Regions from separate parts of the Mus musculus genome. Here regions 1, 3, 4, 5 and 6 are each linked to region 2. A link is a contact called in public Hi-C and promoter capture Hi-C data. All regions are on one chromosome and are shown on one strand. The core of a region is the stretch at or near the end of the contact, and the rest is flanking DNA. Distances in the headings are between cores, read along the strand shown.

What was found. Promoter capture Hi-C pulls out the DNA fragments that hold promoters and counts their contacts. Hi-C and Micro-C count contacts between places; a contact is called where the count stands out from the background.
Region 1: a contact with region 2 is called in a promoter capture Hi-C map of pre-B cells, with 5 times the contacts expected there. The contact joins the promoter of P4ha1 here to the promoter of Vsir in region 2. A contact is called at or near these places in 2 of 39 promoter capture datasets (the C10 cell line and pre-B cells), 1 of 484 Hi-C or Micro-C datasets (CD4 T cells) and 1 of 115 datasets of contacts at active chromatin or transcription factors (thymic regulatory T cells).
Region 3: a contact with region 2 is called in a Hi-C map of CD4 T cells, with 2.7 times the contacts expected there. The contact joins the promoter of Eif4ebp2 here to the promoter of Vsir in region 2. A contact is called at or near these places in 3 of 39 promoter capture datasets (cranial neural crest, erythroid cells and hippocampal neurons) and 1 of 484 Hi-C or Micro-C datasets (CD4 T cells).
Region 4: a Hi-C map of regulatory T cells shows a contact between it and region 2, with 4 times the contacts expected there. The contact joins the promoter of 1700022H01Rik here to the promoter of Vsir in region 2. A contact is called at or near these places in 1 of 39 promoter capture datasets (pre-B cells), 2 of 484 Hi-C or Micro-C datasets (B cells and regulatory T cells) and 2 of 9 other capture datasets (adipose tissue and liver).
Region 5: a promoter capture Hi-C map of hippocampal neurons shows a contact between it and region 2, with 3 times the contacts expected there. The contact joins the promoter of Nodal here to the promoter of Vsir in region 2. A contact is called at or near these places in 2 of 39 promoter capture datasets (cranial neural crest and hippocampal neurons).
Region 6: a contact with region 2 is called in a promoter capture Hi-C map of liver, with 4 times the contacts expected there. The contact joins the promoter of Hk1 here to the promoter of Vsir in region 2.

The regions. Positions count from the first base shown.
Region 1 is chr10:59,321,885-59,325,497 of GRCm38.p6, reverse strand. It overlaps P4ha1 (procollagen-proline, 2-oxoglutarate 4-dioxygenase (proline 4-hydroxylase), alpha 1 polypeptide), which reads right to left and starts at 2,202. Exons shown (of 15, transcript NM_001316371.1): 1 at 2,022-2,202.
Region 2 is chr10:60,345,461-60,349,196 of GRCm38.p6, reverse strand. It overlaps Vsir (V-set immunoregulatory receptor), which reads right to left and starts at 2,346. Exons shown (of 7, transcript NM_028732.4): 1 at 2,094-2,346. The coding sequence starts at 2,175. The region is part of intron 39 of Cdh23 (cadherin 23 (otocadherin)); the gene reads left to right.
Region 3 is chr10:61,451,335-61,455,015 of GRCm38.p6, reverse strand. It overlaps Eif4ebp2 (eukaryotic translation initiation factor 4E binding protein 2), which reads left to right and starts at 2,347. Exons shown (of 3, transcript NM_010124.2): 1 at 2,347-2,614. The coding sequence starts at 2,470.
Region 4 is chr10:61,678,171-61,681,796 of GRCm38.p6, reverse strand. It overlaps 1700022H01Rik (RIKEN cDNA 1700022H01 gene), which reads left to right and starts at 1,507. Exons shown (of 2, transcript NR_126477.1): 1 at 1,507-1,658. Sar1a (secretion associated Ras related GTPase 1A) reads right to left here and starts at 1,512. Exons shown (of 7, transcript NM_009120.3): 1 at 1,384-1,512.
Region 5 is chr10:61,415,559-61,419,302 of GRCm38.p6, reverse strand. It overlaps Nodal (nodal), which reads right to left and starts at 1,331. Exons shown (of 3, transcript NM_013611.5): 1 at 808-1,331. The coding sequence starts at 1,003.
Region 6 is chr10:62,338,252-62,341,911 of GRCm38.p6, reverse strand. It overlaps Hk1 (hexokinase 1), which reads left to right and starts at 1,491. Exons shown (of 18, transcript NM_001146100.1): 1 at 1,491-1,899. The coding sequence starts at 1,837. Hk1os (hexokinase 1, opposite strand) reads right to left here and starts at 1,678. Exons shown (of 3, transcript NR_168630.1): 1 at 1,500-1,678.

The sequences.
Region 1 (3,613 bases), core at 953-3,452, 1.0 Mb after region 2:
CACAGAGATCCAATTGCCTTTGCCTCCCAAGTCCCAGGATTAAAGACATGTATGACCACCACTGGCTATAAAGGTTTTTCAATTTTTTTTTCAATATTTATTCTTTACAATTACAAGTTGTATCTGGTTTTCACCTATTTTACTAGCTGAGTTACAAAGTGACAAAATGCCCAAGCCTTTTATCAAAGTCTCAGCTTAATTTCAAAGTAAAAAAAATTCAGTATAACAATGGAAATAGCTTCATCCACCTAAAAGAGAAACAGTAGACCTTTTCTTAGTCTGTAAATCCAAAAAGCATCTGCCCTCAGGAAAAAATTAGACACAATATTGCAAAATCAAACTGTCATGACCTTTTAAAGTAAGGAACAAAAATCTATGCTTCCTACAAAAGGAAAAGATAAAGCTTCTAATTCATATTTAAGGTTCTGAAATGACACTGACGGTCTAAAGTTAAAGAAAATCAGTGGCTGAAGAAAAAAAAGAAAGAAATCACGACTATTCCTATTTCAAATCAAGATAAAAATATTCAGAGCGTGTTCACTTTCAGCTTCTACTTCCTGCTTAAAAATCTCTTTTCTCCCTAGAAATAATCAAAATAACCCTTTTGTGTCTTTTTAAAGTTTAATTTCCAATGTTCCTGCTACGCAGGAGTAATTTTTTTATGCGATTATTTTAGGAAAAGACTAAGTTCCATTCATAAGCTTCATCTAAACCTGAGAAGGGAAACGAGGTTTTTTTTTTCCCCCTCAACCTTAAAAAAAAAAAAGTTGATGAAAGAACAGCGTTGCCACGTCTCCCCCCTCCCCCACTCACGTAGTGGCTATTCCATCCCTCCAGAGTGCATTCCAAGGAAAAAGTCCAAGAGCCATGGCTCTCGAGTTAAGTCGAACCTGGCAGGTTCCTTTTAATTAAAAAAAAAAAAAAAATCATTTCCTAAAAGAGAACCCAGGAGCTTGTCTATCCCTTTCTGTGGAGGCTCTTCCCTATAAACCACGGTGCAATACCCCAAGAGTCCTCATTTTGGATGGTCAGCTGAAGATGTTAAGTCCGAAAGCCTGCCTTTGTACCAAATTCCCACTCTCTAGGAGAAACAACCTCGTATTTAACCGTACCATCCTTCCCCACACTGAACATCCATCTGGGGTCAATCACAAAATTCAGTTTAAAAGTCTCACACAACCATAGAAGGTTTGGCCAAAATGGACTGACTTGTTGACCCTGCAAGAGGAGGGGAGCGTGAAAGACGAAAAGGGAAAGGGGATCATCAGGGTGAGCTGAACCAGAGGAGGTGGGCAAGATTGGAAACCAGGAGGAAAGAAGGAGCAGAGGGAGAGAGAAATACAGAGACAGACGCGTGTGTCCTTAAGTGATTCACTGGGATGAAGAGGAAGGAAGAAGCCAGCTTCCCCAACTGTGAATGACAGCAACTTCTCAGCTAAACTCGGCGCCCCGGGCTATGTCTACTTGCTGAGACAACGCCGAGAAGCGCAACAGACAAGTTCAGTCCTAACTTCTGAGTAGGTCCCACTTCCCAGCTTTACTTTCCAAAAGTGAAAAGGAAAAAGAGAAGAAGAGCGATCGAAACGGAGAGACTCAGCCCCCGGCTGCAAGCGCTGCCTGCTTTCTCCACTGCCACATGCTAACCATCTGCGGCTCGGGCGGCCCAGACCCCCGCCCGTCCGCCCTCGCCTTCCCCCGGCTTAGTGGGGCGGACGAGGTACCGCTGCACAAGTCATCAGGGAGGCTGGCTGCCCGGGATGGAACATTCAAGAAGGTCCTAGTGCTGGGGCGGGGCGCAAGCCGCTGCTGCCGCTCCGGCCAGAGGCAGGACGGGGGTGGGGGGACGGCGAGGGAAGCTGGGAGAGCGCCGGGGCGGCCTGACTTCGGGGGTGCGGGGCCGGGTCCTCTCGGGGAGACCCGGGGGCGGCTGTGAGAAGGGCTGAGCCCCACTCCAGAGCGAAGGGACCCCGGCTGCCCGCGGGGACCCCGCATCCGTCTCCAAGATCGGAGGAGCGCCTCACCTGGATAGCGGGCCGGGAGGAAGGCGACAGCTCGGCTCGGGTCAGTCCTGTCGCCTGCAGTCCCCGCTAGCTAGCTCCCTGCCGCCCTCAGCCTGCTGGCAGTGCGACTGGGCAGTAGAGGGAGCCAGGCGTCCCTTTTATATTCCCCTGCCGCGCCGGCGCGCCGGAGAGGGGGCGGCCGCAGCCCTCGCTACGTGCGCTCTGTCACACCAGCTCCCGCGCCACTGCGCAGGCGCTTGCGGCGAGCCTCCCACCCACCCGGGAGTCGCCCAGGCCCGGGGTGTTCCAAGCCTAGGCTGGCCCACGCGAGGACGCAGTGCGCCTGCGCAGAGCTCCTGCCACGCCACCGTTCCCGTGGTTACCATGGGGCTTCCACCACCACCCCCGCCCGGGTTCCTGTAGGATTTAGCGCCTTCATTTCAGGGTCAGCGGCGGGTCTCAGAGCCATCGAAGCCATCAGGAAGGACAGTTGTGCAAAATTAGGAGAAGTTTATAAGAATTTAGGAAATAAAGTGGAGGTGTGGAGTGGGAAACAAGACGGTGTATCCGGGGTGACTGTCGGGGCTGGCTTGGCCCACAGGGGTTTTTGCTTTAATAAGCGTCTTTTTTACACTTTTGAACACGAGGATTTCGCTTAATCTCCCACCCGCATACTTTATGGGTGAATAATAGATGACAATTGAGTGTCATCTGAGGTTAAATCCTAACCCACTCTGTATAAAGTTAGATTTTAACTTCCCTGTATCTTGGGTGCTACATCTGCAAAGAAGGAATACAATATTATCTGTTCCCTAGGCCCTAGGCTTGCTGTGAGAAACAATGAGACAATGAATGAAAAAGCACTTACTTAGCACATGCCTAGGATTCAGGAAGAGCATGGAAACATATAATGGGGCTGGGGAGGGGGTGTACCAGGATGTTGGGTTTTGAGCATTTACCTAACATGGAAAAAAAAGGCCTTAGACTTTATTACCTAGCCTCAAACAAACCAGCACAGAAACAAGCATCAACAACAGTAAGTCTGGAGATGTGGCACACACAGCTAAGATTTCAGTTCCCAGCACCGTGCTGGGTGGTGGCTCACAACATCCTGAAACCCCAGGTCGGGCAGATCAACAACTCTGGGCTTCCAAGAACACCGGTATTTAACCACACAAGACACATACGTATAGTTAAAATGAATAAAATTAAATCTTTAAAAAAATACTACTGAGCACACTATATAAGGCACGAACTGTGTTTGAGTTTAGTCTTGATCTAAAAGAAGAGAACCTTAGTTACTGGCAATAAGGACAATGCCAGAGATAATTTACTTCCTGTCAGGGAAAGAAAGACTTTTCTAACATTTGTTACTCGTTTAAAACTGTAAAGTTTTCCTTGCTTGCTAAAGTATGGAACTGATTGGCACTTATCTGGGACAGAGAGACAAAGAGCTTCAGGCGTCTGAAAGCAATGGTTTCTAAAAGTGTGGCTCTGTGGGTCTAGTCAGGAGCAGTAGAGCCAAAAATGTTTTTGTAGGACGATTTCGATTCTTTTGCTATAATGACAACACAGTTGGATTTTCCAGAGACTTCTGCTCCTTTGTCATGGTT
Region 2 (3,736 bases), core at 1,097-3,596:
GCAGGCTTGTTTACCATGAAGGGGAAGACAGCTGCCCCTCTCTGGAACACCAGTGCTCCCATGTGAATGGGCCTCCTGGGTCAGACTAAGGACAGGCAGGGTAGTAACTTCCTCAAATCTTAGGGACACTTGTGGGGAAGAGGTTCTGTACCCCTTGGGGTCTGGGGCACCTGGTTCCAAAGGTAACCCCTGCCCCGCCCCCCATCAGTCCCTGTCAGGCCAGGAAAGGAGTGTCTTCCATGTACTCCAAGTGCCTCCTAAGCTCTGACTGTTTGAAGTCCCCCCAGATACCCCCTCCCCGTCTCACCCTGCCCCAAACACAATTCTTTTCAAGGTAACCCAGCCCCAATGCTGATGGGGGGGGGGGGGGATTCAGCCCCCAGGCCTCCTGACCAGGTCTGCTACAGGAAAGAGAAGGAAGACTTAAAGTATATGAGTTATGACTTAAAGTATAGCCAATGTTGAGGTCAGAGCAGCTCCAGGCTAAAAGTTTCCTCTTGTTTCTTTCCTGAAAGCCTCCTAGATCCCTGATTACCTCCCTGGGAGCTGAAGGGAGGCGGCCTTCAGCTCACCAATCAGCTGGAGTCAGCAAATGCAGTAGGCTGCGAAATCTCTTGGGGGGTGAGGGAGCCCAGCTCCCCCCAGAACCTCTCTGCTGCTGCTGGAAGTTCTGCAAGCTGCTGACCCTCTGCCCTGAAGCTCTAGGACTTAGTTTCCCAAATTGAGGCTGCTGACCAGAAAGCTTCCCATTCTAGTTAGGGTAGGGAAGAGGCAAGGAAAGGGGCCTAGTGGAGTCACCCGGGAGGAGGATAGTAGCCTGAGGTAGATGCCATACTGGCCTTCCTGCCTGCCACTGTCCTCCGTTCTTAGAAGCTATGCCCCTGATGAGCCTTGGGGTTGGGAGTGAAACATCCCCCGCCTGTATCGCCACCCCATCCCTGCCACAGGCTCTCTCCTGTGGTGAGGAAAGGCAGGCCAGGGCTTCAGTCTTCTGTCTATAGGGTGTGGGTGCCTTCTTTCTTATCAGAAGTCCAGGCCAGCCTCCCAGTATTGATAAAGAGTTAGTTCCCTGTCTCTCCTCCCTTTCAACCCCTTAACCCCTCTTCCTTCTTTTCTGATGCAGCTATTGGCTCCCTCTGCGGAGCTGAGCATTCCATCTCTGTCCTGACAATGGTGACTCCCTCTGGACCCTTCCTCTCCCCTGCCTTGCAGAAGCCACCCGTGCCCTGGGTTCTGAGCAGGGAAGTATCAGGCAGGCCATCTCAGGGGACCCACCTGTCTACTGTTTGGGCAACTATCAGGGTATCCTCCCCTTTTTCTTTGAGATCTTCACCGAATAAACAAAGATTGGGCTCTAGGGAGCCCCTGTGTCCCGGAACAATGTACAGATTGTGAGTCTGGACTTTGGAAGTGACATCTCCCTGTGTGGGGCTTCTGTGTCCCTGCCGAGGAGTTATCCAAGCTGGTTGCTGGGCTCAGGGGAGTGTCCCTCGTGTCTTTCTTACTCATCCAAATCAACTCCTCAGCTGTAATAAGGTTAAATGACAGAAGCCCACTGATCACTCAAACGGGTCCTTAGACTTTCAGTACAGAGCAGGTGACAAGCATGCTCAGATTCGGGAGTGTCCATCAAGACTCACACACAAGTGTCAAGGGGGATAGAATACCAGGGTCACAGCACCACACCCCCTAAGTCCTCTTAGACTCTGTTGCCAGAAGTCAGGGAGATGCCCCAGGTGTCAAAATGCACTCAGCAACCGCCATAGGACGGGGTGATTCTCCTCCGGCCCATCTCCTGCCTTGCAGAAGTTCTTCATGGCCCCTGCTCTGGACTCTCGGGTCAGGGAAGTGTCTGGCAGGCAGTCCCCAAGGGACACCCGTGCCTGCTGTTTTGGCAGCTGTTAGCAATTAAAGATGTGCCTGATGAAGGATGGAGACACCACTGCACCCTGCTGGGCTGTCCCAGCGGAGCAGCGGTAAGGTGAAGGTTACCGCAGGCTGAGGGGATTCAGGGCACTCCCATCCTGCCCCCTACACTACCGGGCTGTACTCCCTAGAGCTCTCGCTAGCACCCCACCGCCTGTTGATCTTACCTCTGGATGCAGCCAGGAAAATAGCAAGGAGCAGGGTTCCCCAGCGCGGGCTGCTGGCCTCTGGGACCGCGGGGACACCCATGTCGCCGTCGAGCCGGGCAAGAGCAGAAAGAGACTGCTGGAGTGCGCTTGGAGCAAGCGGGACTCCAGGAGCCCAGGGAGCCGGCTGTACACGCCGCTCGCTCGCTAGAGTGAATGCTGAGCCCAAGGCGAGGCAGGCGGCCGAGCAAGCTCCCCGCCCAGCAGCGCCCCCGAGGGGCGGCGGGCGGTACGGCGTCTCCAGAGCCCAGGGATGGGGGTGGGGAAGGGCTGGAGTTGCTGATAGAAGTGGCAAGTGTCCAACCAGCCACTTCCCCCTGTAAGTCCCGGTGCTTTTTAGAGATCGTGAGGGCCGTGCATACTAAAGTGTGGACCCTAGTCTAACCCAGCTTGCCTTGCGGTTCTCCTAGTCTGGAGGCAGGACTTTGGCTCCCTGTTCTCCAGCAGCCCAGGGTAGATGGGTGGGCGGGTAGGTGGATAAGTAAGGGAAATCTACGATGACTTTAGCAAGTGGGAGGGAGTTTGGCTCATTCTGCGCTTGTGTGCCCTGCAGCTGATACACCTGGTACAGTTATGTCCACCGGCTAACACACCTGAAACACGCGCAGGGCATGCACAAGCCCAGAACTTCCCAACCTCAGGACACGCTCCTGCATCTGTTGGTGTGCCCCATGGAACCTTCTCAGCCTCTTTCCCCCAGGGCTTTATCTATGGCTGGGCTGTTATTCATAGGCTCCCTTGATTCTGTCTTGCTGGTAGTTTGTTTTCAACATACTTGTGTGGAGTTTTGTTTCTGTGGGGTTTGTATTGTTTTGTTTGGGCGGAGTTTTGTTTGTGGTTTTTGAGGGGTTAGCTTTCTGAGACAGGATGCTGCCTTGTAGCTCAGGCTGCCCTCAAGACTCTTCTACCTCGCCTAATGCATGCTGGGATTGCAGGGATGCACCACCATGGCCCCTCTACAAACTCACTCCCATGCTGTCCTCCGGGCCCTCATAGGTATCTACACTCATCCTTGTACTTGCGATCACTTAGAGCTTGCTCCACTCTGTTCTTTCCTGGCCTGACCTTGGAGCCCCCTCCCCAACCCCTCCTGTCAGTGCTTCCTTCAGCCACAAGACCAGATCTGAGCTAGGAACCAGTAAATTCCTTACCTGAGTTCCCCTGCCCTACTGAGTTTTGAGGACCATGGCCTCCCACCGGTGTGTGTGTGTGTGTGTGTGTGTGTGTGTGTTTTGTATATATATATATATATATATATATATATATATATATATATATATATATACACATGAGAACACCAATGAGAACACCAGAAGATATATGTGTGTGTATACACACATTGTGTGTGTACTCATGTGTGTACACGTGTACATGTGTGTATGCATGAGAACCCTAGATTTTATAGATATAGATATAGTGTGTGTATGCTCATGTGTTTACGTGTGTACATTTATCTATGCATGAGAACATATATATATATGTTTACATATATACATATGTGTGTATACTGTGTGTGTGCTCATGTGTGTACATGTGTGTGTGTGTGTGTGTGTGTGTGTGTGTGTGTTTATGTGTGTTCCATCATCTCAGACTAGCCTTGACCT
Region 3 (3,681 bases), core at 1,098-3,597, 1.1 Mb before region 2:
ATAAACTCTATTCTATACTAAAAAGCAAAACAACAAAACAAAAACAAATAAATAAAATTTTAAGAAAGAAGAAGAAAATGTACCACCCACAGGATCACCTAAGGTCTCAATCTGATGAAGACACTGTCTCGATTGAGGTTTTCTTTCTCAGAGGACTCTAGCTTGTGTCAAGTTAAGGAAAAAAAAATCTAACCAGGATACGTTGCAACAGGGTCTCATTGAACTTTGAGCTGGGGTGGAAACCAGCAAGCCCCAGTTATAACCCCAGCCTCTGCTCTCCACAGCATGGGGGATGCTTCATATACGGCCTTGGGTTTTTGTTGTTGTTGTTGTCTTTTCAAGACAAGGTTTCTCTTGTGTAGTCCTGCCTGTTCTGGAACTTACTCAGTAGACCAGGCTGGCCTCAAACGCAGAGATCCACCTGCCTCTGCCTCCCAAGTGCTGGAATGTCTGGACTTTAAAAAAATTTTTTTTTTTTATGTGGATGATGGGAATTGAACTCAAGTCCTGATGCTTACATAGTAAGCAATCTTACAAGTGGACCTGTCTCCTCATCTTGTTCTTTTCATTAGTTTTTCAGACAGTCTCTTGTATCCCTGGCTGGCCTCAAACTAGTTGTGAAGCTTAGGTGAACCTTACACTCCTAACCATCCTGCTATTTTTTTTTTTTTTTTTGAGACAGGGTTTCTCTGTGTAGCCCTGGCTGTCCTGGAACTCACTCTGTAGACCAGGCTGGCCTCGAACTCAGAAATCCACCTGCCTCAGCCTCCCGAGTGCTGGGACTAAAGGCGTGCGCCACCATGCCCGGCTTATCCTGCTATTTCTTGTAGTGCTTTGTCTACATATATGTAAATGCATCATGTTACATCATGTTACATCTCTGCCTGGTGTTGCAGAGATCAGAAGATAAGGTAGGTCAGATTCCCTGAACTGGAGTTATGGGTGCTTCTGAGCCACTACAAGTGTGCTAGGTACTAAACTCTGGTCCTCTCGGTGCTCTGCAACAGCAACAAGCGCTCTTAACTACTGAGCCCTTCCTCAGAGTCATTGATGGTTAAACCCTTAGTTCATCGTGTACGCATTGCTTTCCTTTAATAATGAGCAATTAAAATTATACTTCTTAAAATAACTTTGATTAGCTGGGTGTGGTGGTGCACGACTTTAATCCCAGCACTCAGGAGGCAGAAGCAGGTGGATTTCTGAGTTCGAGGCTAGCCTGGTCTACAAAGTGAGCTCCAGGACAGCCAGGATATACAGAGAAACCCTGTCTCGAAAAACCAACCAACGAAACAAACAAACAAACAAACAAACAAAAACTTTGATTACATTTATTTATTTATGGGCAGGCAGATGGGTGCTCATGGACTAGTGGAGAAGTCAGAGGATAACTTGGGAGAGTCGGTCTCCCCTTTCACCTTGTGGCTTCTGGGTGGTGGAACTCAGGTCTGCAGGCTTGGTGACAAATGCCTTTCTTTACCTGCTGAGCCATCTTGTGGGCTCCCAGAGTTATAATTTTTTAAAAAGATTTATTTATTTATTTTATGTATATGAGTACGCTGTAGCTGTCTTCAGACACATCAGAAGAGGGCATCGGATCCCATTACAGATAGTTGTGAGCCACCATGTGGTTGCTGATTTGAACTCAGGATCTCTAGAAGACAGTGCTCTTAACCACTGAGCCATCCCTCCAGCCCGAGTTATACTTTTAATGGTTAGATATAGATGGGAATATGAAGTAAGCCCTAAGAAAGTACTGTTAGTCCACACTTACACACCACAAACAATTACACACACACACACACACACACACACACACACACACACACACACACACACACACACACACACACACACACACACACACACACACACACACACACACACACACACACACACACACACACACACACACACACACACACACACACACCCCGCTTCCCCCCCCTCCCGCGTGCCTTAATCACCTACACTCAGCTTCACTGGGAGTCTATTATGTTCCTCTGAACTCAGCCCCGCCCCTCAAAGTCCCGCCCACCCTAAGGCTCCACCCTTCAACACTTCCTTTTTCCCGGATTTCCGGGTTCACCCTCTGCCTCTAGCCTTCGGCTGCCTCAGTCACGCCCCCAGCTACCCGCCCACTCGCCTCAGACACGCCCTCCAACGTCACGTCCGGCTTCCATATTGTCCCTCCCTCTACTACCCCTTGCTCCCGCCTTCGACCGCTTCCGGTAGTCATCGTTGCCGCTGCTGCCGCTGCTGCTCCTGCTGCTGCTGAGGCTGCAGGCGGAGGCCGGAGGACCGGGCGGCGGCGGCGGCGGCGGCAGCGGGAGCGGTATCGCAGCGGGACGACCGGGCGAGAGCAGGCGAGTTGAGAGCCGAGCGTGAGGAGCCAGAGCCGCCCGGCCCCGCCGCCGCCGCCGCCGCCGCCGCCGCCGCTGCTGCACAAAGCCTCGAGCCCGCGTCGGAGCCATGTCCGCGTCGGCCGGTGGTAGCCACCAGCCCAGCCAGAGCCGCGCCATCCCCACGCGCACCGTGGCTATCAGCGACGCCGCGCAGCTACCTCAGGACTACTGCACCACGCCCGGGGGGACGCTGTTCTCCACAACGCCGGGAGGTGAGCCGCGCCCGGCCTGCCCGCCATCACGGCTGGCGCGTGGCACTGCATGCTCGACCAACAGCTTCCTCCCCGCTGCCCGTACGGTGTGCTGCAGACCGTGCATTCTGCGCAGCGGGGCTTGCCTCTGGAGCTGTCCTACGGGCTTTGGGGAGAGGGAAGTCGGGGAGACGGACCTGGCGCGGAAGCCTAAGATGACTGGTCTGGCTGCGCCGAGAGTTCCGAGACGAGGCTGGCATGCACTCTGCATGCCTCGCCCAGTGTTAGCCTCCTTTGACAGCATTGTTTACTTTGTTAGAGGAGTCATCAAAGGTTGGGGGAGCCCCAGCTCCCACAAGTGGGACGTGTAAAATAGCTCCTTTGGTATCCAAGAAGTTGTTGGCTTTGGTAGAGGCGCTGTCAGGTTTCAGATCAGGGCTTTCGAAGAGCGGTTTTAAAGGTGCTTTGTCAAACAGCACACACTAGTCGGGTTAGGTTGCTTGATCCTAGGGAAAGGGCTTGTAGAAAAAAGCGATGCAAAGGGAGGTTCCTGAAGTTGCTTTTCAAAAGATGGCCGGGATCCGTTTACTATCACTGGAGAAGAGGTAAATAAAGTATGTTGAATTGGTCACGAGAGGAGGAAGCGCAAAGGTTGTTTGTCTCTTTTCTGGGCTGTTCTCTAAGAGGGAGGAGCCTGGAAGGGGTTCTTCCGGTGCCTTCATGAAGGGAACTGGCTTTCTGTCCCTAATCTCAGAACTTTGCCTTCTTTTGGTGACCCCGGGGGCTGGGCTTCAGCTAGAGGGTGAAGATTTGGTTAGCAGCCCTTACAGTCTATAGATCGCTGATCATGAGACAGGACTCCTAACCAATCACTTAAAAGTGGGCCTGGCCATCCTGGAATCTTGTGCAATTGGAAGGCACAGAGTAAGGGGACCTTGCCAACACCAAGAGACAGCAGTCCAGAAGGCTGTGTGTGGTAGTTAGGGCTGTGACCCTACTACTCCAGAAAGACGGGGTAGGAGAATGGCAGTTTAAGGCTAGCCCTGGCAATATAATGAGTTCCAAGGCCAGGCAGTGGTGGCACACAC
Region 4 (3,626 bases), core at 258-2,757, 1.3 Mb before region 2:
ATGGCCTTGCTGACACTGTCCTTGAGATCTCGGGATCTGAACCAATTCATCCACCAGCAACCTTAGAATTTATACAGCACCAGCACAAATACCTTCATCTCATCCTCCCACCAACTCTAGCAAGCCAAGATGAAGACGAGGACACTCTTTAGGCTCCCTGTCCTGTTCAAGACTGTGCGGTCAAAAGCATCAGTTCCAAAAGCCAGGAGAGACGGATCAGAGGTTCAGAGTACCAACTGCTCTCCCAGAGGCCCTGGGTTCAAGCCCCAGCACCCACATGCGGCTCAGAACTGTAACTTCATCTCTAGGGGATCTCACACAGGCACACATGGAGGTAAAACAACAATTCACATCAAATAAAAATAAGGTATTTAAGAAGAAAAGCCTCTCACCTAAAACCAAAGCCCTTTTCCTGCTAATATTAAATTCCAATCATAAGACTTCCAAAAGGGTAAAAGGTAACTTTCTTCCTTAACCTACCACCTACACAGACGATAATCTTAAGAACACACTATTTTCTATTCTTCGTCTACTCTATCATCTATGGAATGTTAAGAATATTAAAACCAACAACACAATTCATGAACCTTAAGTAAAAACCGTGCAAATATCAAGATGGGAACAAACAAGTGCCAGAAAGACCATCAAGCAATAAAAAACGTACTCTCAAACATATTCACTCCGGGTGAATCTGGGATAGAAGGCAGCTGGCTATTAACTAAGAAAGTCTACGTAGCTGCAAGGTGAATGTCAAAGATCAGCTTCCTGACAATTCCCCCCTAACCCTCCCTTCTCAACCTGAGCGGACAGTGCCCAGGTACTGAAGAAACACCCAGTGAGGGAGGATACTGAGAAAGGGTACGACTACCAATGGTACCATTGGTCGGTACCATTCTCACCTGGGTAAAAATGACGAAGAAAACATTCATCTACGATAATCGCCCAAGAGGGAATTTTTCCATGCACAGGAAAAATAAAAAGGGTGGATGGGAGTGGGGTGTTGGTGGAGGGAGAGACCATGGGTTCCAGACAGGGCATCGGATACCCAGAGGCTGAACGTGGGGCTCGAGCGCCCACTCGCTACTCGAGGGCCACGATCTGCAGAACGCAAGGATGAGTGCCAGGGCTCCAGCTATCCTCACCGAGGAACCAGACTCCTCCGCTATGGAGGCCACGAAGCCGTCTCCTCCCCCAAAAAAAACCCCGACCGCCGCCACGCCACCCCGCAGCCCGTCCCCGCCCAGAGCCGGCCCGCGGAACCGCCTGCGTGTCACTGCACCCCCACCCAGCCCCTCCGCGGCGGCCCCGCGCCCCGGCCTTCGCTGTGGCCCGTCCCGGGCCCGCTGCCCCACCGCCACCTCCTCCGCTGGGGCCCCGACTCACGGCCCGAGGGGCTCCTCCGGCGGTGGCTGGCGGCGCGACCCTCCCTCAGAGCACACAGACCAGCAGTCCCCGGGTCCGCCAGCTACGCGCCGGATGTACGTCACGCCCCTCCCTGAGACTTCCGGGCACGCACGTGCCCCGCCCCCTCGACGCGTCACGCCGTCCGGGCTGTGGGTACCGCCCTAACAGCCACTCTGGCCGCGGAGAGGCGGGCCTAAGGAGTGACGTACGCTCGGGGTGAGGCTCCGCCCGCTCTGTGGAGGCTCTCAAGCGGGGTAAGACGTGGCAGCGTCTGTCAGGCGGCCTGGGCTTCTGTCCCCAACTTAAGCAGCTACTTAAGCAGCCTGGGGCTTCCGATCCCAGTATGTTTTCAGACGCGCGCCGGACATCAGAAGCGGAGGCTGCCAGATATCAGTAGAGTCTAGGACAGTAGAATTGACTTTGGAGACCTCAACCTAGGTGGATGTCACCTAGTCATCGTTTTAAGTTGTTTTCCCCGCCTTGGGATAGCGTTTCTATTTTTCAGCTTTCTAAATAAAAGCAACAAGAGTTTAATGAGCAGTTTTGGGCAGTACCCTGACTGCTTGGGATCCTTCATCTGGTTTAACCCTCAGTACGTATTAATAGCTCCACTGAACAAATCAGTTAACTGGGGCTTGCAAAATAGCTCATCCATCAGGTCAAGGTAGGTTTGCCTACTGTTTTAGCCAGGGCTCTCAGAGGAACCACAACTGGCCCCGCATTGTGATGCACGCCTTTAATGCCAGCCCTTGGGAAGCTAATGTCTATGGATCTCTGAGTTCCAGGCCAGCCAGAGTTACACGGCGATACCCTGTCTTAAACAAACGAATAAATAAGGAACAGAGATAGAATAATTATACATGTGCAACTTAAAAAATATTTACAAGTGTTTTGTTTGCATGAATGTCTGTACTATGTACATGTTTGTTGCCTGCAGAGACCAAAAGGGTGTCAGATCTCCTGGAACGGGAGTTATAGACCATGGTGAGATTCTAGTGAGCATATCTCTGCTGGGAATTGAACCCAAGTCCTCTGGAAGACCATCCAGTGCTCTTCACTGCTCAGCCATCTCTCTAACCCCAATATATCGTTAAGAGGATTTATTAGAGTGGCTTACAGGCTGTGGTCTGAGTAGTCCAACAATTGGTTGTTTCCCAATGGGAAGGCCAAGAGTTGGGTAATGGTTCAGACCATACCAGACTGATAGGCTCAGCAGTCCCAATCTGATGCTGAGAATCTAGGGAACTACTACATAGCCAGTAGTCTTCAGTCGAAGTTGGAATCCCAAAGAAGTAGGTCCTAATATCAATGGAGGGATGCCTCAACAACAGAACAGATGAACTTGCCAGGGAGAGTGAGGGCAAGCAGGCAAAAAAGCAAACGCCTCCTCCTTCCATGTCCTTTTATGTGGGCTGCCACTCGAGAGTGTGGCCCAGATTTAGGGTGGGTCTTCCCACTTCATATGATCCGATCAAGAAAAATCCCTCACAGGTGTGACCAGCTGCTTTCATCTTAGTTAATTCCAGATGTGATCAACTTGACAACCAAGATTAGCAGTCACACTGCTCAAAGATCAAGACTGACAACCTGAGTTCAAGTTCCAGAACCACAGAAAGTGGGGTGGGGAGGGCAGTCTCTGCAAATGCCAGGGCTGGCAAAGGAATGGTTCCTGTGAACTAAGAAGGAAAGCAAGTGAGTGCGACTTAGTTAGCCAGTGTTGGTTCCAACTTCCAGAGTTTGATACCAGGCATTTCATAAAAATGGGTCTAAAGCTACAGGAGGGTCTGGTGAGGTCTCAGTCATGAGGTCACCAAGCTAAAAAGTACATGTGACATCTCCCCTAAGAATGAGTTCAATCCCAGCACCCACATGGCTGCTCACAAGCATCTGTAACTCCAGTCCCACGGGATCCAGCACCCTTTTCTGACCTTCAAGGCTTCTTAGAACACACAACACACATATATGTAAGTAAAATGTTCATAGACACAAACTGACTAAGGTCATTTTAAAAATCAAAAAAACAATGCAGCAAGGTGTATCAGAATACAGCTACATTCCAGCCCTCGGGGGGCAGAGGCAGGAGAACCTCTGAACTCTGAGGGCAGCTTGGCTTGTGAGTGCCAAGAAGAGATGCAGTCCAGCCCTGCACGAGCAGCCCAAGGGGCTCCTTTCCCCATCCCATTCAAGTAAAGACAGGCATTTGCCTGCAGCTCAGAAGAATC
Region 5 (3,744 bases), core at 82-2,581, 1.1 Mb before region 2:
GATTGCGTCCGGGTCCCGCGGAGGGCCGTCTGGCCCCAGAGGACAGAGGAGCGGGCTGGCCAAGCTGCCCAAGAGGCGAGATGTTGATTGCGCCCAGGAAGGTAGTCCTGAGTCCGAACTCCCTCTCCTGGGCACCCACCTGTCGGCCTACTCTGGTGAGCATCACTCAGGTCGCTGGGTCAAACACACACACACACACACACACACACACACACACACACACACACACACACACACACACACACACGAACACCTCGATCCAAGTAGGTTCCGAGCCTGTTGGTCACCAAGGACACCTGACACCGCCCAACCACGAGAGTTGCCTGAGTTCTGGACTTTCTACACCCGATCTCTAATTTCGGATCTTTGAGCCCTAGTTCCTGGTGTCACTTGCTGCAACCGGGATAAAACCAGTAACGACTTGTTTTATTTTACGCCCGGTTCTGGGCAGAGCGTTTCTGGGGGAGATGGGGCGTTGTCACCTAGTCCCTTCTATAAGTCTATCAAAAAGGTCTTACGATTTCTAAACTACAGATGGGCAAACTGAGACTCGCAGGTGCTCAGTGGCGCAATCCGGCCCACGCCCTACCCTTTTTACCCTCTACCATTAGAGGTAGGACCGACCGGAAAGGCGGTGGCCCCTGGTTCCATTCCGATCGCGCCACTAGCGCTGTGCTGAGCCTGCCCACGGAGAAACAATTAATCCCAGTCTCTGGACGATTCTTGATGCTCAGTCCCCGCTGCAACCATCGCGCGCCTCCCGGCCGTGAGCCCTTAAGTGCTGGCGAGGCCAGGCTTGCAGCCTACCTTGCGCCTGGAGGCTGCGGATGATGTCCGCCCGAGGCAGCGGGTCTCGGTAGAGGCTCAACATGTACGCCAGAGGGGACGGTGACGAGGGCTGCCCCCGTGTCCACAGAGGCAAAGCGGCCGCGGTCGGGGCGCGCGGGTGGAGTAGAGCCCAACAGGCTTGAAGAAGAAGGATGCGGAGGCTGTGGGCACTCATGGTGGGCTGTTTGGACCCGCAAACAACACCAGGGTCCCTTATATCTGAGCCGCCGCCGCCCCGCCCCTTTCCCTCCCTCCCTCCGGAGAGGCCTATAACCTATAGGTTAAGAACTTATAACCACCCTGGAGGGGCAGGGCAGGGGAGCCCCTGCTGAGGGGAGGTGTGATGTGCTGAGAAAGACTACAGAGAAATTGTGGCGGGGGGGGGGGGGGGGAGTTAGGGGTGCATACAGACTCTGAGTCTAAACCGCCCCGCACCTTGCCCCTCTACCTCGGGAAGTCTCCCTGCTGAGACAGCGGGCTAAGGCTTGCTCCGAGTGAAGCTTGATGAGCTAGAGGTGTGTTGGAGCCCTGGCTGGCTTCAACCCCAGAACCACAATAATGGCTTCCTTACTCTGCCTCTTCTGGACCCCTCGCGGTCCTCTCCAGTTCATCCAAAAACAGGTAGGGAGTGCTGGGCTAGGGGCCAGTCCTCTCTTCTGGGTAGCACCAGGCTAGCCTGAGCTACATCCTTCATTGGCAAGGCCCCTAGGTAACTAGGGGTTATTGAGAATTTGAAAGAACAAAGATTAGCCGGGTATGGTGGCGCACACCTTTAATCCCAGCACTCGGGAGGCAGAGACAGGTGAATTTCTTTTTTTTTAAGATTTATTTATTTATTATATGTAAGTACACTGTAGCTGTCTTCAGACACTCCAGAAGAGGGCGCCAGATCTCGTTACGGATGGTTGTGAGCCACCATGTGGTTGCTGGGATTTGAACTCCAGACCTTCGGAAGAGCAGTCGGGTGCTCTTACCCACTGAGCCATCTCACCAGCCCAACAGGTGAATTTCTGAGTTCGAGGTCAGCCTGGTCTACAGAGTGAATTCCAGGACAGCCAGGGCTACACAGAGAAACCCTGTCTCGAAAAACAAAACAAAACAAAACAAAACAAAAGATGAGCTCTAGGGACCTTGTTCTTGGTGACAAATGCCAGCTTCAAATACCAAAGTGCCCTCCTGGGGAGCAAGGGGAATAATTACTGGAAGCTGAAGGCCCAGCTATAGGGAATCTTGATTCTTGGTGGTTTGAGGGTGACAGGTCCTTACCTGCTTGCTATGGGAGTTTTTGAAGGTGGAAAAGAAAAGCTGGAGGTTTGCTGGCTGCATCTCCTGCCTGCGGGGCAGAGCCCTGGGACATCTCAGTCACTCTCCAGACCTGCTGACTTTGTCTGCCCAAGACAGAATTAAATGTCTTTGGTTTTTCTCAAAGTAACTGTCCTCAGTCATATTTCTTGTTTATGAGGAAATTCAATGTAACAAATATGCCATACGCGTAAGGCTTAGGGTAAGGGGTGGTAGGGCAAGGGGTGGTCATTCTTTCACGCTGCATAAATGATTGAGTTCTTAGGAAGGGAGCCATTGAGAAGAGAATTTGCAGGATGGAAAGATCCTAGCCTTTGTGTTTTCAAAAGGGAAGGCGGGATAGAAATTACCTTTAAAGAAATGTAAATTCCTGTCCCAAAGTCCGCCCCCATGTTTTCCTCCTCCATGACTAGTTTTCTCTTAGTTACTCCCCACCCCCACCCTGCCCCCTTCAAGCCTCCAACTAGCACATTAGCAGCTGCCTAACATTTACTGAACACCTACTATGTGCTGGGTACTTTACCCACTTGGGCGCTCTCACAAGTTGCGGGATGAGCAGGTGCTGGAAGCAGAGGGAGACACACAGGGCCCGCAGACCTGCGTGATCCTGTAGGAACTGCTCTAAACAGCTGAAAGGAGCCTGAGGTTGCAGGCACCCTGACTATCCTGATGAACTACCAGTTGGCTTATTCTGCCCTCCCATTCAATACCGTAGTCTAGTCTTAAGCTCCCCACCCCACCCTAAACAGGGTCTTGTGTAGCCCAGGCTAGCCTCGAACTCATTTTGTAGCTGAGGATGACCTCAGAATCGGATCGCTCCTCTTGCGATCCTCTATCTACCTCCTACTTACTCATTACGTGTGCCCTGATTTCTGTGATATTGAGGCTTGAACCAGCGGTCTCCTGCGTGCTAAGTAAAAACAATAGGAATTGAGCCCCAGCCCCAGCCCCAGCCCCACGCCCACAACAGTGCAGAGCACTTGTGTGGACTTGCCCAAGGACGCTGTCTCCTGAACTGTTTGTTAAGCCCCAAAATTCCCTCCGGACTTCAGAAGTGGAATTTGGAGAGAGGGCGTGGCTATCTACATATTCATCGAGCACCCCAGGGGTTCTTATCTGAAGGCTTTGGAAACCTGGGTGGGCCAAGTTACCTAGTAGGATGTGTCCCCAGTAAAACAGCTGGCGAGATCTCCTCCTACCCACTTAAAGCTGAAGTGCATGGGAGGCTCTGAACCCTGATGAAAGAATTAAACAAACATCTGGATGCTTATAGTGTAGGGAACAAGGAGGTCCTGCCTTCTGCAGCAGACCTCTCCCCAGAGGCCAATGGCCCCTGGGTCCTAGCATGTACAACTCAGACAATGACAGCTTGCTAGGCATTGTGGGATATGATTTTAATCCCAGCACTCTGAGAGACAGAGGCCGGAGGATCCCTCTGAGTTCAAGGCCAGCCTGACCCCAAGTAGCAAGTTCCAGGGGTGAGTTGCAGGTGGCATGCCAGGCCAGCGGGCTACATGGTGAGATCCGGACTAATAAAAACAAGAACAGCAAGCATGACCGTGCAGAGTGATGCTGAAGAGATGGGGATTCTAAAACCTGGGGTTGCCAGCCTCT
Region 6 (3,660 bases), core at 242-2,741, 2.0 Mb before region 2:
TTGGCCAGCTTTTTCCCAATTCTGGTTTGTTGGGTAAGGGTTGTATGGGGACAGATTATAGTGATAGCTGAAGGCTGAGTGAGGGGGCCGTGAGTCTAACACGGGGAGCAGAGAGATGGCCCATTCAACCTACAGAGCTCTGAGAAAACAAAACAACCCTCCATCCTCAAAGATGTCCCAGCCTTGAGAGCTGGCTGGCAGAACTACATTTGCAGAGTCGAATGCAGCTTAGAAGAACCATTTTGTCCTGACACTGGTGGCCATGTTGGTAGCGTTCGCCTGTGCATATGTGTGTGTGTGTGTGTTAGTTTGAGATTTATGTGGGCCTCAAATGCTAATCTTTTTGAGGGGAGATCCTATTAGGAAAATAATTTAAATACAACAGTTAGGCCCTCCCTGGGCCTGGAAATGGCGATATACAGGTTGCGCCCCCCCCCCCAAACTTTAACCTGTAGGCTCCCAAGTTCATTCTATGAGAGTACTTCCCACTTAATTTGTTAGACACAAGTGTTTATGCTCTTTCACAAAAATCATGGGGTGTAGACATCAGTAGTTACAGCTCCATCTTAGGGGTAAAGAAGTGACTGAGGACACATCTGCACCTGCCATTGGGCAGGGTGGGGATGTGTCCTGGATAGAGGTATCAGGTCTACCACCTCTTTCTCAGTGGGCAGTGGTGGCTGGAAGGGTCCTGGGGTACTTGAGGGGTGTTCCAGGCATGGGCTCCTAGCCCCCCAGGTGTGGGCTAGAAGTTAGCCTCTATAGTTCCCTCAGGACAGATGCTGCAGCCCTGGTCATGGGAACATGGCCTGCAAGGGAAGCTTAAGTAAGAGACACTGCATACAACGGCCAGGTCACCAGCACTGAAGCTAAGAAAACCCTGCCCGACTCCTGAGCAGCAACTGTAACGCATTGCCTCAGACTCCTCACCTGTAGAATCAGAGCCACTTCTGTATGTCAGAGTTCTTACTTGTCATAAGGTACAAATACGATTTCCCCTCAACCTGAGTCCTGAACAGTACCCCCAACCTCCCAGAACCCGGATGCCCAAGAGCTAGAGAAGGGTGGGAGGATCGGGACAGGCTGGGAATAGGCCAAAATTCCCACTCGGGGACCATGAGCTCTTACATGATGTCACAGGGGCAGGCGCTTTGGGTTTCGCTATGTGAACTCTGACAGGCTGTGGTGGGACTCCGAGCATCATCCTTAGATTTTGGATCCTCGATGGCAGGCAGGCACAGGGACCCAGTGCAAGATCTGTGAAGCCGCCTAGTTTCGGCTTCCGCTCTCTTTCCACGCCCACTTGTGTGCTTCCCCAACAGGGAGGATGGGAGGGGTGGGGGACGAGCCCTAATCTCCGAGGAAGGGGTGTGGCTCCGTTCGCGTTCTCCAGTTTGTGGTGTCCTGGATCTGTCCTCTGGTCCCCTCCAGATCGTGTCCCACACCCCACCCACTCTGGCTTGGCACTGTGCCACCACGCGTGACCGCGCGCTCCTTACGTGGGGAACGTGCAGGGTGATGCCTCCTTTCCGGCGCGGGAGGGAGCGGCCGTCATTCTCCTGCTCTGGCTGGGAAGCCCCAGCCATAGCGCGGCAGTGGCGCCTTGTAGCCAATGGGGACTGAGGAGGTGGGCCGGCTGGCGGTTGTCACCCTCCCGGGGACGGGAGCTCGGAGGTCTGGAGAGAGCAGGCAGACGCCCCGCCCAGGGACTGAGGGGGAGGAGCCAAGGGAGGAGGAGGTGGAGTCGCGGATCCGCCGCTGGAGGACCACTGCTCACCAGGGCTACTGAGGAGCCACTGGCCCCACACCTGCTTCTCCGCATCCCCCACCGTCAACATGATCGCCGCGCAACTACTGGCATATTACTTCACCGAGCTGAAGGATGACCAAGTCAAAAAGGTGAGCCCCGCCGGCGCCGCCCTGGCCACAGCCTTGCATTCCCGCATCCGCTCGCCACCGCCTGCATCCTCCCCCCGGCCTCTCCCGGCTAGACAGCATCTAGTTGGACTACAGGGTGCAGGCGACAGGCCTCATGCTGGGATTCACCCGGGCATTGTGGGCATGCGGGCGTGCTTGTGGTTTGAGGAGCTGGGCGGCCGGCTGAAGACCCCCCCCCTTCCTCCCACGGCTGGATTGCATACTGCAGTGTCCTTGAAAAGGACCATGGATGTCAGATGGGTACCCGCACGCAGTGCCGGGCTGAGACCTGTCTAGGTGGGGACCAGCTGGCCTGTCTATAGGCCTGTTTTGAAAGGTCCACGCGCGCCGTGGGCGGGGAAGGTGTGATCGCCGAGATAGGCTGGGGAGGTGAGTGAGCAGCTGGCGGGGGTGCTGGCTGGAAGCCAGGCATCCCATATTTGGGGTTCCCATTTGGAGAATACGATGCCCTCCTGAAACTGTCACTGGGCTCCCCCAGCTGTTGCAGCTGCTCCTTACTCTGAGGACGGGGTGACCCGCCTGGCTTTCCGGTGAGGGGAGGGGAGCAGAGGCCACCGGAAACTTTGCTCATAGGCCTCAGGTCGAGAACCGCACGTCTGAATGGAATTTTTTCTTCCTCTAAACCTGTAATTTCCAGGCAGTCTCAGCCTAGGAGCTCAAATAAGACACTTTAGTCACTTGAAGAGCTCGGAGGGGTTGGCATTCGTTCCTTGTGACTTGTGAGTTCTTGCACATGGACGCTGGGTCCTAGGGGTGATGTTCATCTAGTATAAAGTGCCGTCTGCTGGTGGGTCTTAAAGATGTACCTCACTTTTCTGCCACCATCAGTAAGACGGGATGTTTTTTTCCTGAGATAGACTAAGTTGGTTAGGAAAACACCTAGGACATTTTTATTTGTGCTATGGGTATGCCTTACCTACCCTAGGATAGGTTAATAGCATCATCACCCTGACAGACACTGGGACAAGAGGTACTATCTACAGGTGAGAGGCGGCAGTGACTAGGCTCTGTCCTTTCCTGGCCTGAGACTTCTCATCCTGCACCTTCAGAAGCAGTCTTACCGGGGACTGTGACCTCCTGAAGGTCACACAGCTGGTTAGAGGTGGAGTCTGGGCGGGGCTCTGACCCTCCTCCCACTCGAGAACTTGACCAAGACTCCCCCTGGGTGTCAGCTGAAGGGGAGGTGCTGAGAGACAAGACTGTTGGAGATGCAGCTCTTATCCTGAATAGGGACCAGGAATAGGGTGCTGAAGGGCTTCACTGTCAATCTCCCACCCCCACCCCCATCCCTGACCTGATGTCAGGGAGCTATGCATCAACACGTGTAATTGCTTGAGTTTCTTCCATGGCGGTGGACATGCTTATCCCATGGAAAGGGAAGATAGGAGGGCAGAGTGCACTTAGGATAGGCCTCCCGAATCAAGAGTCCACAGCTCTCCCACTCTAGATACCCTCTGTGGCTCAGGCGTGCAATGGTGGGTGGAGGCCCAATGACCTTGTAAACTAAGCCTCCAGCCTCACACCCACAGCCACCTGTGTGGCTGCCAGCTGCCTGGCTGCTCCCTGACACCGTGCTGGGTGGCCACCGGTGGCTGAGTTGGACTAAGGCGCTCCACTACAAGTGGCCTGATTCACCTCCGTCCCATTCCATCTCCCAGGCCCTGTGGGTATCTGAGCACCGATTCAAACGGTGCCTAACTAAAGCCCTCACTCTGAGATTGG